Regions from separate parts of the Xenopus tropicalis genome. Here region 1 is linked to region 2. The links are chromatin contacts, called in public Hi-C maps. All regions are on one chromosome and are shown on one strand. The core of a region is the stretch at or near the end of the contact, and the rest is flanking DNA. Distances in the headings are between cores, read along the strand shown.

What was found. A called contact is a pair of places that touch in the nucleus more often than the background predicts.
Region 1: a contact with region 2 is called in a Hi-C map of neurula embryo, with 2.2 times the contacts expected there. The contact joins the enhancer-like site here to the promoter of gadd45g in region 2. A contact is called at or near these places in 5 of 5 Hi-C or Micro-C datasets (brain, gastrula embryo, liver and 2 more).

What each region holds. Positions count from the first base shown.
Region 1 is chr1:138,123,371-138,129,248 of UCB_Xtro_10.0, forward strand. No RefSeq gene overlaps it. Among named protein-coding and RNA genes, the nearest start is that of gadd45g, 77 kb to the left of the region's middle. Within about 2 kb of position 1,806, at least 1 of the 11 cell types and tissues checked has an H3K27ac peak or open chromatin away from gene starts, as enhancers often do. A contact at or near this core is called in neurula embryo, where this site is marked.
Region 2 is chr1:138,044,367-138,050,444 of UCB_Xtro_10.0, forward strand. gadd45g (growth arrest and DNA damage inducible gamma) reads left to right here and starts at 4,817. Exons shown (of 4, transcript NM_001004986.1): 1 at 4,817-4,979; 2 at 5,393-5,494; 3 at 5,634-5,847; 4 at 5,965-6,078. The coding sequence starts at 4,927. The coding sequence ends at 6,075.

The DNA.
Region 1 (5,878 bases), core at 556-3,055, 76 kb after region 2:
AGAAAGGTTTGCAGGCAGCACTGATGTTTACTTTGCATAGAGCTGCTCATTGCCATACAAACACTATTAATAGGCTTACTTTTATCAGGCCCATAGCTGGTCTTTAGTTAATATGTAATATATGTCACTATCTGAAAAGAATATTTTTAGACCATTAGCCCTGAAATAAATCTTTAAATATGCTAAAAAAACATTTAAAGGAAGTAGGGCTGAATCAGCTCAATGATGTCTAATACAATCACGTGCATTATCTGTCTCTGAGCAAATAAAGATGGTAAGGTTTGGTTAACTCTAGCATTTGTTCAAAACCCACTTAGGTCATAACAGGTTCAAAATGCATACAAAAACAGAATTGTCCCCATAACAAATGCTATAGACATAGTGCCTGCACCTATGCTCATTTTTATGCTTTCCCTACACCTAAAGCGCTGCACCTGTAGATTACTCTATACAGTCAACAATTATAAACACCAGTCTGTTCTCTCCTTGAAGGTAGTGAGTTTCCTGAATCACTCTGCAGCGCACACAACTGGGACTCTATGGGGCATATTTATTAACAATGCAGACAAACATCATCAGTGATGTTGTCCATAGCAACCGATCAGCAACTAGATTTAAATTGTCACTTACAAGTTAGAAAAAAAGATCTGATTGGTTGTTATGGGCAACATCACTGGTGATGTTTGACTCCAATGTTAAAGGAGAAGGAAAATGGGTGCCAAAATGTTAGGTGCCCCAGTGATTGTAATAGATTACCTTATACCCCTGGCTGGTGCTCCTTTTAGGAGAAAACAGCACCAGCCCGGGGTAGCTGTGAACGAGTGATCTTTTTCCTTCTCTCATCTATCTTTGGAATCCCAGGGCTGGCGCATGCACAGTAGAGAAGCCAGCTTTTTACTCTACGGCATATGCACAAGTGTTGCGAAGATAGAAGGAAGAGGATCTCTCAAGATATTCTGCATCAATATCAATAAAGGTCACTTTAATCAAAATTCATGCCTTTGTGAATGCTCCATATAATTTGACCAAAAAAATCAGTTTAAACTAAATATGTATTTTTCAACAAGTAACTAGGTGTCACAGACAAGTAGCTATTAAAAGCACAATAAAGCTTTAAGGCAGCCACTCAGCATATAAAAAGTACATTCCATACAGAAGATATACCAGATATACACACATTCCAGTCTGAAACATGTTCCAAGTATTCTGGTTTAATATTGCATATGATTTTAATACTCAACTAAACAGGAGTAATGGAATACAAAAAATTACTCATGCATTATGTTTTTTGGTTTGACACAGAAGGAGAGAATTCTGAAGTAAAAATTATGCACCAGCCATAAAGAGCACTGAATAGTCAGTTTTGTTTCATTGTCCTTGCTATTGGCGAGGAGAAGAAGAATGTACTCTTTTAGAAATGCTTCAAGGAACCACCCCCCTTAAAATATGTTAGGTTTCTGCCCAGCAACTAGGCCACACTCCATCTGCTGCCATGAATAATAAGCTAAAAGAGGGATCTCTGGCACAAGTCAACTTCTATTCTTCTATTCACTCTGATTATCCTGACAGCTTTCTATTGTTCTTTGCTAATGGTTTTACAATGGATCTGCCTGTTGCCTTTGTAACCACATTGGGGCCAAATGAGGAAACGTTAATCCCTGTTGCAAATTAAAGGGACTCCTCTGAATTTGGGATTGCAGCTGTAGGCTATCTTGGGTAGCCTTTCTAGTATAAGTGGATGTGTAGCCCACAGCCCACTCCAGATATCAGCTGCCGTGATTAACTAAGGCTTGGAGTGTCATATCACACCATCCCATTCTACTACCCCCCTCTTTTCTCCTCTAGTCTGCAGGGTTACCACATGGCCTAGTCTATACAGTCTTTTCAAGCCTTGCCCAATTATGCGACAGAGATGCCCCAGATACTGTGACAGATGGGAATGAGTTTGTCTGAGTTTAGTGTAAAGCCTAAGGGCAAGCGCTAATAGCTGAATTCTCCTTAGAGAACACCACTAAACAAGAAGAAGCACATGTTATACTAGGCAGAATGTACCATGTGTACTGCACTTGTTCTCTGCTAAGCCTTTGAAATAAAACATTATGTAAAATGAACCATACACAATAAGAGACCCATTATAAAATAAGTATTATAAATATGTCACTTTAGATAAAGACCCTAAAATTAAAAAGCTCAAGTCTAACATATTAAGTTGGCCTTCCATTAATTATTATGAGGCAAGCACCTCTACAAGCATATTTGCTCCATACAGTCATATACATAATTCAGGGAAGATCCCTGAAATATGCAAATGACTAAACTTTCATTAACTTTCAAAAATGGTGCTGTACCTCAACACCAATATGCCATTTGTAACATTAGAAACAAATCATTTCAAGAATGCCATTTGCACTGTTTAAGAATTTCAAAAGTCAAAGTTCTGGATGCACTATTGGGCTTTATTGTTCATTATCATTTTCTCTTTGTTTTTCAGTAAATTCAGAAACACAGAATTTACATATTTGATCTCTGTCTGTTCATTTGTTTAAAGGACAAGTCAACCCAAAATTAAATGTTTTGCCCAATAAAAGAAAACCAACTTTGCAATATACATTCAGTGCAAATTTTTAAAGGTTCTAAGGTATTTTTTGTATGTATAGTTGCCATTAAAAGCAGTGTTTGCCTGTTCTTATCTATTCTCTACCCTGGTGACTCAGACTGTTGAAACATTGTTGGGCGCCATAGAAGGCACCTGAGCAAAATCTGCCGTCAGGGCTGAATCGGCAGAAGGACGTAGAAATCATATTGTTTCTACCTCCTTATCTGCTGTTTCAGCCCTGAAGGTTAGTGGCTGGTCTGACGATCTTTCGTGCGACCGACGGTCGCAGATTGCCACGTGTGTGGCCACCTTAACTCAAGGCAGCAGATTGACAGACCTGCCTTTCTGGAGGAGACTGACCTTTGCAACATTGTTTTAAAATAACTAACCAGGAGTCAAACAAATGCTGTTTTTTTAATAGCAATTACATTTACAAACAACTTTTAAAGCCCTAAAAATGTCCATATTGGAAAGTTGCTTAGAATTATGGGGTTGACATGTCCTTTAAGACCCTTCTGCAAGTATTCTTGGTGAGTCTGCTTTTTTGCTGGAAAGCTGAATTCAGGTAGCAGGTATCTTATATCGTAACAACCCCTTGTATAAAAGTATGCCTTATAGCACCATTTAGTTACATTTCCTTTTGTAGCACCAGAAGGATAATTTTCTTTCAGGGCTTCATTAAAGAGGAGGGGAATTGGTAAACTTGTTTTGTCCACTACATCCTCTGCCTCCTGCTGATCTGCTAATCTTGAAAGCACCCACATGAGCCCAGGCACGTGGCTGATGTCCAGTATGTAAATAGTGTTATATGCTTTTGCCCTCTGGCCTGTAATGTATAGCAGACAAGCTTCCTCTTTCAACAGGCAAAGCAGGTGCTAAGCACAGGCAGGTGTAGCGTTCACCATATGCTCTAATTATTGCAGAATGTCCATGGATTTTGTTGAAACTACACAGAATCTATGAGTCAGGACAAGTAAAAACAGCCAGCGCAGACACCTGTTTGCTGTCTAGTATACTTTTTCTTTGAACATAAAAGGTTCTGTTCATCAAAGTCTCACTCTGACATGCAGGTTTCTTTCTCTTTTTTTGCAAATATTGGGTTTTTGAGAGGTCAGTTCATCAAAGCATTTGCGCATTGCATTAGAAGCCTTTAGAAGGCCTTAAAACACACCAACATATGTTTTTGCCCCACCTGCAGATTGAGGGTTACAGAACAAGGTAGCTCATTAGAAATATTCCAATTTTAAATACTATTCCATTCTAGCCAGTTTTCTGATGCGGAAGATACATTATAAAGGATTTAGGAAAACTCAAGCAACATTTTCACACATTACAGTGGTTTGCAACTGCTTATTTGAATGTAATGATTATAAATCATCAACTAGCAGCAGCATTTCCAGACAGCTTTGACACACAAGAAACAGATAACTTGCAGCCAGTTTAGATTGTTGCTTGTGCCACCATTTGATCAGAATGAACTGAATATTCTTGATTAGAGGTTAGTTCTTGTGATCCAGTCAGCCTGCAGCCCTACCCTGCTGCTGAAAGGCAATTCCTAGAATTGTTAATGCAGCATGGCTAATTGTAGTCCCAGGGCAGCTAGCATAAGGTGATCAGAAATTCTATTTAACACTAGATTTCTATGAAAATTCATTGTGCTAATCTGCAAGAAAACCAGCATGACTTGTGAAACTGAATATGTTTCCTGCATTTAATTGTGAGCCTGGCCACCTTAAGCTGGCATTGCCCCAAGCATTTCACTTGAATACAATTATAAAGCTGGATTTTATTGTTACCTGTTATAAAACTGTGACAGTGTTAATCTTTGGGGAAAAAAATTACTTGATATCTAAGTTTCTTAGAAGTGCTATTTTGAACAGGGTGTGTGTTTTATATCCTTTTCCCAACCAGTTCAGTAAATGTAATCAGGTATGAGGAAATGTAATAAAAGCCATAAAGTCATAAGAACAGAAATTTACATGGAACTACACAGTTATTATGCAGTGTCACCCAATGGGCCCCACTGGGGGGAACAGGTCCTGGTGCATTCATACCCCTTACTCCCCAAGTAGTTACACTACTGTGGGTCGCTAAATACTATAGTGGCTTTACCAAAGCTATATTGAATTTGTGCAAAAGAAAAAATGTTCAAACAGCTAGTTTGTAAACAACTAATTGTTCACATTGTTCCTGATTTTTCATTACATTCACCCAGCAATCTTCAACAGATTGACGGTTGGATCCCTCTACCCCATGTCATGGTGTATGCTTCTTAGTTTTAAAAAAAATTGCTAGGGTGCTGGTGCTGTGGAGGTGTGCAAAGTATAAACTTCCATTCCCAGAAGGTAAGAAAATTGAACTGTTTATATTTATTGGCAGACTATAAACATTAATATAGACAAAGCTGCAGACATGCATTAGGGTTCTAACCATGTTGCTATGCAAACTTTGCCAACTTTAAACTGCATTTTAGTGCAGGGAGTGCACACAGCAACCAATCAGCAATACATTTTGATTAGACTACTATAAGTTATAATATGATGTATAAAAGCAAAAAATAAATTGGTTGCTGTTGGGAGCTGCACTGGTGTAATTTTCAGCTGTTAATAGATCATCTCTATCCTGTATTAAGAGTGCTATTACCTGGCAGGCAATAAGGAAAAAAGATATATACACATACACTCAGATACATTTATCCATGCATAAGGGCAGAAAATTATATTGGTATATAATTCTTTCTACATTATGCATTCAGTAATATTGTTTTCTTAACAAATACACCTTCAGATAATATGGATAATCAGAGTTTTTGGTCACAACATTTGCAAAAATATCAATATGAACACCCAGCCACCAAAAGGCAATATAATACTAAAATGGCTACCCGTCTTAAACAGTTAAAATTTTGTTTAAAAATGGCTGCTATTTAATGTCCTACTAGCTCTAAAAGAAAATTGTCCTTAGACTAGACTAATGTAACTTGTGTACCTGAAATATTCAATTAACCATACTTTCCTGAGGTTTTAATGCCATGAAGGTTTACATTTCTGCAACTTACTACAGTATAAAGTTACTATAAGCGTGCTTGCCTATATTAAACATCAGTACACATTGCTGTACGTGACTCATGGTTGGGTGTATTTCTTTGTCAGGTTAATAGCTATAAACCTATATTTAGTGTAATTTTTTTAATAAAGCATCCATTGTTTTATACAGTTCTACTTAGCATTCTATAATGCATACATCATTTCTAGAGCAAATATTTATTCGGAATATAAAAAG
Region 2 (6,078 bases), core at 3,567-6,066:
TACCAGACAGCTGTCCCCCAAGACATGTATTGCAATAACCCACAGCTGCATTGCTTTTTTCTCATGTTGGTGGTAACACTGGCACAGCTTTAGACTCCTGTCACCCAGATTACCAGATACTTTTGCAACAAATTGCACAATATCACAGAGACCTCTCATTCAGTTTGCATGCACGTATAAACCCAAAAAAGCCTTTGAGTGTAGTAAGCACAACTGGCATGGGATTCAAAATAGGCATTTCAAGTACAGAGAGGCCCAAACACCCCCTGCAGCTCACTAAACAGTAATTGTCTATGGCATCTTACAGAAACCCCTCTGGCATTTGCCAGAATCCACAGATTGACAGTCCATGCCTGTGTTCAACACACTGCCACTGCATGCCCTATACACTTAATTGTAAGTGTACAAAGCTTCAGCTTAGTGTGTACATGAGTGCCATATGCACATATAACATTGACAAAATATGTCTGTATTGGGCATACATAGCTGTCTTTTTAATGTTCATTTAGAATTTGATGCATAAGTCATGAAGCTGCAGTGTATTTAATGCACAAATAAAACATATGCAGTATTTAAAAAAACACTTGTCTGTGTTTTAATAAATTGCGTATGACAAAGCTTGTTACATGAACTTCTGAACACGAAATTTTAGTTTTTAATTACGCTGCATACTTATTATTGAAGAGAAACCAGAGAGAGTTGAATTCATTATCACCCTCACAGCCAGGCTTGCTTTGCCTTCATTTGCAGATTCTTTTGGTGATGAAAGTCGAAATCATGCAAGGCGTGTGTCCGTAAAAAAAAGTGTGTTGGGGGAAGAATAACATTCAGACTGCCCTGTGATTGAAATTTACATGTGTTTCACTTCTGGAGAAAGGGTAACAGCTGCCAAGCACCATAGTATTGTGTGTGTGTGGTGAGGTGGGGGAGTGTATAGCCAGAAACTAAGGGGGATGGTCACTGAATGCTCCCAATACACGACAATCTAAAGAGCTTTATTAGATCCTATTGTTGCTGATGTGTAATGAATGGGTAGAAAAGGCTATCAGATCATAATTTGATTAAAATATATATCAGAATATCTAGCTTTGTTCTTTTTTTAATGATTTTGCTTAGAAAATGCATGCAATATATGCAATTACCTAATGTGTTATGACTTTATTAAGTTAATTCCGAAGTGGGATTTTAATAGTACAGTTCTGAGCATAAGGACCTTAAATTAACATTTTGGCTCATTATACTGACTGAGCTTGTGGGTTCTGGATGCCCTCTATCTTTGATATAGTCCTCATAAATCCAGTCCCAAAAGAAATAGCACAGTCATATAAACAAAATAGGTTCATTATAATATACAAAATATTAGAAAAATGTACTAGAACCAAATATTTCAAGGTGTCTTTATCATATAAGCCCATTAATCTGGGCTTTAAGACAGGTTAAATGTTATATAGATTCACTAATATTCAGGGTTATGTTAAGCCACAAGGTGGCGCCTGTTATCTTCCCAAAGAAAACCAGAGTATCGCTCTGGAGTTTGCAGTGAGACTTTTTTAAACAAAAAAAGTAGTAAGCCACTTTGGTTTAAAAAGACAAACTTTTTGGGGGGATTCTATGCAAACAGATATTAAACAATAAAGCTGACAGTGGCACTTTTGACAGCTCCTAAGGGGTCCAGGAGAAACAGGGCCTAGTGTGGGTGCTGACATATGTACAACTTGTGTGCACTGGATTTTACCCCCCCCCCATTCTATTGTACTGCACTGCAGAATATGTTGGCGATTTTCAAATATGTCTGTAGTCTGTATGGCTGTAAGGCCCAGTGACATCTCTGTGCCACTGGTAATACAACTATAATGATTTTCCTTTAACCTCAAGGCCATTTTCTGTGTAGATAACTTCTATCACCAGTGCTGAAGAGGCACCATTGGGATTATGAAACCATCTGTTACCCTGGTTATAGGTTGCACTGTTAGCTGTCCATTGCTTACAACAAAGACTTGTGTCTGTAAACCAGAGTAACAGCAGGTATTTCCAGGCCCGGATTTGTGGAGAGGCCACAAAGGCCCGGGCCTAGGGCGGCAGAAATGTAGGGGCGGCATGCCTCCCCGCCGCAACTGAATTTTTAAAGTTTTCTTCCATACGGAGCAGTGGGAACTTCTCCCCACTGCTCCGTATGGGACTTTAAATGTATGCGCATGCGCGCTCGCGGGCGGAGGGGGGGAGGGCGGGGGGGGCGAGCGGTTGTTCGCGCATGCACGTTGGGGGGGGGATCAACGGGGGCGGCCTATGGGCGCCCTGAAGACAAATCCGGCCCTGGGTATTTCTTTCCAGCGATGTAGGCCTTGGCATGTGAGCTAACATCCCTTCCCTGATTTCTGCTAGAGCAGAAACCTTACAGCAGACTCTTCTTCTGTTTATTCAGATACTGCAGGGCACTCATTCCCATTAATAATACATGGCTATAGAATTTAGATGACACATAAGAAAGCTATTATGGGCGATTTTATAAAGCCACTGCGCCCGTGTACAGCAGCATTCCTGGGAATGAGTCACTGGGCAGCTCACGTCTCACTATACATTGTATAGAGGCTGGGAATTTCTGCTGGCTACAAACTGTTATTAGCCTCTTTGCTCATATTGCTGGCCAGATTGCTGCTCACGGGTTATTATTGCTCGGTCCTGGCTGCAAGTGATCTCAGGACATATGAGAGCAAGTGTTTATGCACGGGAAGGTTACCTGTGGTCAATGGTGCGCAATTCCTTATGCCCATTAGGTGGCGCTGCTGAACAGAATAAGCGACCAAATTGCCGGTACATGCCGTACCCAGTATTGACTGATACTTTTGGGAATACTCTGCACTCAGGTAAACTTTACCCTCCGGAGTTCGTGGTCTTTGCTTACAGATCCCGTTATGTATGACTACACACTCTTACGATAAATAGATAACACGATAAACACTACCTTGCGTTCCTTAGAACACAGTGCATCAGGGTTGCAGGGAAGTACACTGATGAGCCAAGAGATAATTCGCTGCCCCCATGTTGTAAGGTTACAGATCGATTGCAAATTCAGGGACACGTTTAATAAATTCACATTACTGTGCTGCACTGATTGCATTAAAATTATATTGCAATCAGTGTAGCCCCTCTAGCTAAATGTGCTCCTGAATGTTTAAGTGATCTGGTAACCCTACACATATATATGTGTGTGTATATACGCACAGTAGGGTACCATTTCAGTAAAGTGTTTCTTACAGCTGCTGTTGATTGCAGCCACTATTGCCAGACAGACAGACGGCCAGACATTGTTTGGCTGAGGGCTGCAGTAGAGCAGGAGACGGGTGGCCCAGATTTATATAATAAGCCATAAGTAGCAGTGGGTGCCAGTGTGCAAGAGTTGGCTTCCTTTCCTGACTGCTCCTCTGTCTGGAACTGCAGCTACAGCCGTGTGCATTCCACCCTGTCTAGTCCTGTCTGCTCCCATTCTCCATGTGTCTGAATGAGTTCAGTAACGATGTTGCAATGCAGCCCCCCGAGATTAATATGGTACTGTAAGGATACACACTGCCTGCCTGCCCCACTTGCACAGGGGGTTAGTGTGGAGCCAGGAAAGTGCAGTAAGGATCAGAGATAACAGTGGGGTATAGAAAGCAATAACCATTGCAGAGACCCCTATGAAGTTAAAGGGGACAGAAGACTAATTCACTAACAAGAAGCTGCGCATACTGCAAGCTGTGCACAGGGCTAAAGGCATTAGGCACCGTGCAGAAAGGGTTAAAGTAAGCCTTGCATCCCCCAAAAAGCAATCAGAGCCTGGAAGCGTGCTGGGGGGGTTGCTGCGATGTGGAACAGATTGTCAGATCCATTTGTGTCCCACTTTCCTCTACAGGACCCCACCCCAGCGGCAGGTGGACTCTGTCCCTAGTAAGGAGAAGAAGGGAGCGATTGTCTGATCTGCAAACTGCCACACGCCAGCCCCTCTCCCCATTGTGAGCCCCTCTATACAAATGCTAACGAGCAGCGTGTGCCATTCGCAATCTGCCGCAAACACAGCCCCCATTATCTGTATACAGGGCCTCGTCCTTCCCCCACGTTAGCAGGGTCATTAAAATCGCCTTTATTGCATTAATAGCAGCAGGCCAGATGTCTGCTTAAAGTAAGGGTTATCAGATCTTCCCTGCTAATGAGCATAATATCCCTGCCCAGCACACCTGTATGGAGCACCCTGCCACAGGGCCCACCTGTCCAGCACTGCCATGGTTAATGGAGCCCATGAGTTGTAGCCCTGTGCCCAGATGATGCTTGCTGCCCCTGCACACACAGCTCATGAGCAAGCCAATAAATAGTCAGTGTTCCCAGAACAGCAGAAACAAATCAATGTGTTGCCGTTGGTGCATTTGTGACACACAGTGCAAAGATCTGAAGTTTTAAGGATCTTTTTGATGTTCTCTCCCATTTCGTGCAAAGCCCAAATCATAAGACCCCCATTCTGCCTGGCAACAGCATGACAAAGGGCAGCAGGCAGACTTTGAGTCATTGTAAAAGAAAAAAAAAAACCCAGTGCGCCCACCGGCCGGCCATTCTACTGAGCCCCCCCCCTCCTTTCTACTGCCCCCCCCTCCTTTCTACTGCCCCCCTTCCCCTCGTCTCCTCCCCCACGTGGCCTTCTGGCACGCGTTCTGTTGCTCTATTAGCATTACAATGCCTCCCCCGCCCGGCCAATCAGAGCAAAGGAGTGAGACCAGACCCCGCCTACGCCTCTCAGCGCATAAATACCGGCTCAGTCGCTCCGTTTCCTCACACTTCGCTTGGGATTCTAACTGCTCTGAAGCTACTGTGGATATTATACTCTTCTTCTTCCGGACCCTTTGGTGGATATTTGAGAAGTCTCTCGCACTCACATTTTTGTGGCTTACCCGGAAAATCATGACTCTGGAAGAAGTTCACGGACAAGAAACCGTTGTTGAAAGCGCTGACAGGTAATTTCAGAATACCAATTCCGCCTTCTTTTATTCTAAGGGATCTACCGCCTGCCTATCCGGGATTCTGGGATTTGTAGTTCAACCCCAGCTCTGCAGGAGGGTCGTAGTAGAGTAAAGCGTTTGTAAGGGAGAAATGACCGCAGAAATAAGCGCTATGATCCAGGGGTGCAGAGATTTGGACTCACTGGTTGCATATAGCCAAAGTGCAATATTATTGATCATATTGGGAAGTAGCTGCAGCTCTATGTGCAGTTAGCAGATGGGGGAACATGAGTGGGTGGCATTAGCTAAAGCTCCTTTTATGGAGTGTGGGGATTTCTGCCATAGCATCCAGTCTTGCAGTTATATGGAAAGAAATATTCAGTTATGATCTGGCTCTAAATGCATTTCTTTTTATTTGTCTTGTGTAGGATGCAAACTGCTGGCAAAGCCCTGCATGAACTATTGGTCTCTGCCCAGAGAGAGGAGTGTCTGACCGTTGGAGTCTATGAGTCTGCCAAAGTAATGAATGTGTAAGTATCCCACTCCTTTGCACTGATCCCACACACACCCTTTACTCATGCATGCATGTAACACAGCCCACACACAGTCCCACTTGAGGCTTGCTGGCAGCAGAACTAATGTTCTCTTTTTTTTAATTTGATTTTACAGAGATCCAGATAGTGTCACTTTCTGCATCTTGGCTGCAGACGAGTACGACGAGGGTGATATAGCCCTTCAGATCCACTTCACTCTGATTCAAGCTTTCTGCTGTGAAAATGACATCAATATCGTGAGGCTGAATGACACAGAAAAAGTAGCTCAAATTCTAGGCTTAACAGATGAGTCTGCAGAGCCCAAGGACCTGCACTGCATCCTTATTACGGTAAGTGTCATGTTCCTGCTTATCGGCAATGTTTTGGCTTTGTGCCCATGGCTGTGACTTGTGCAATTTCTTGTAAGCACAGTGTTCTCATAGTCTCTGTTCCTCTTCTTTTCTCAGAATCCAAATGAGGATGCCTGGAAAGATCCAGCCCTGGAGAAACTGGGTATATTCTGTGATGAAAGCCGTAAAGTCTACGACTGGGTTCCCAGTATCACCCTGCCAGAGTGAACA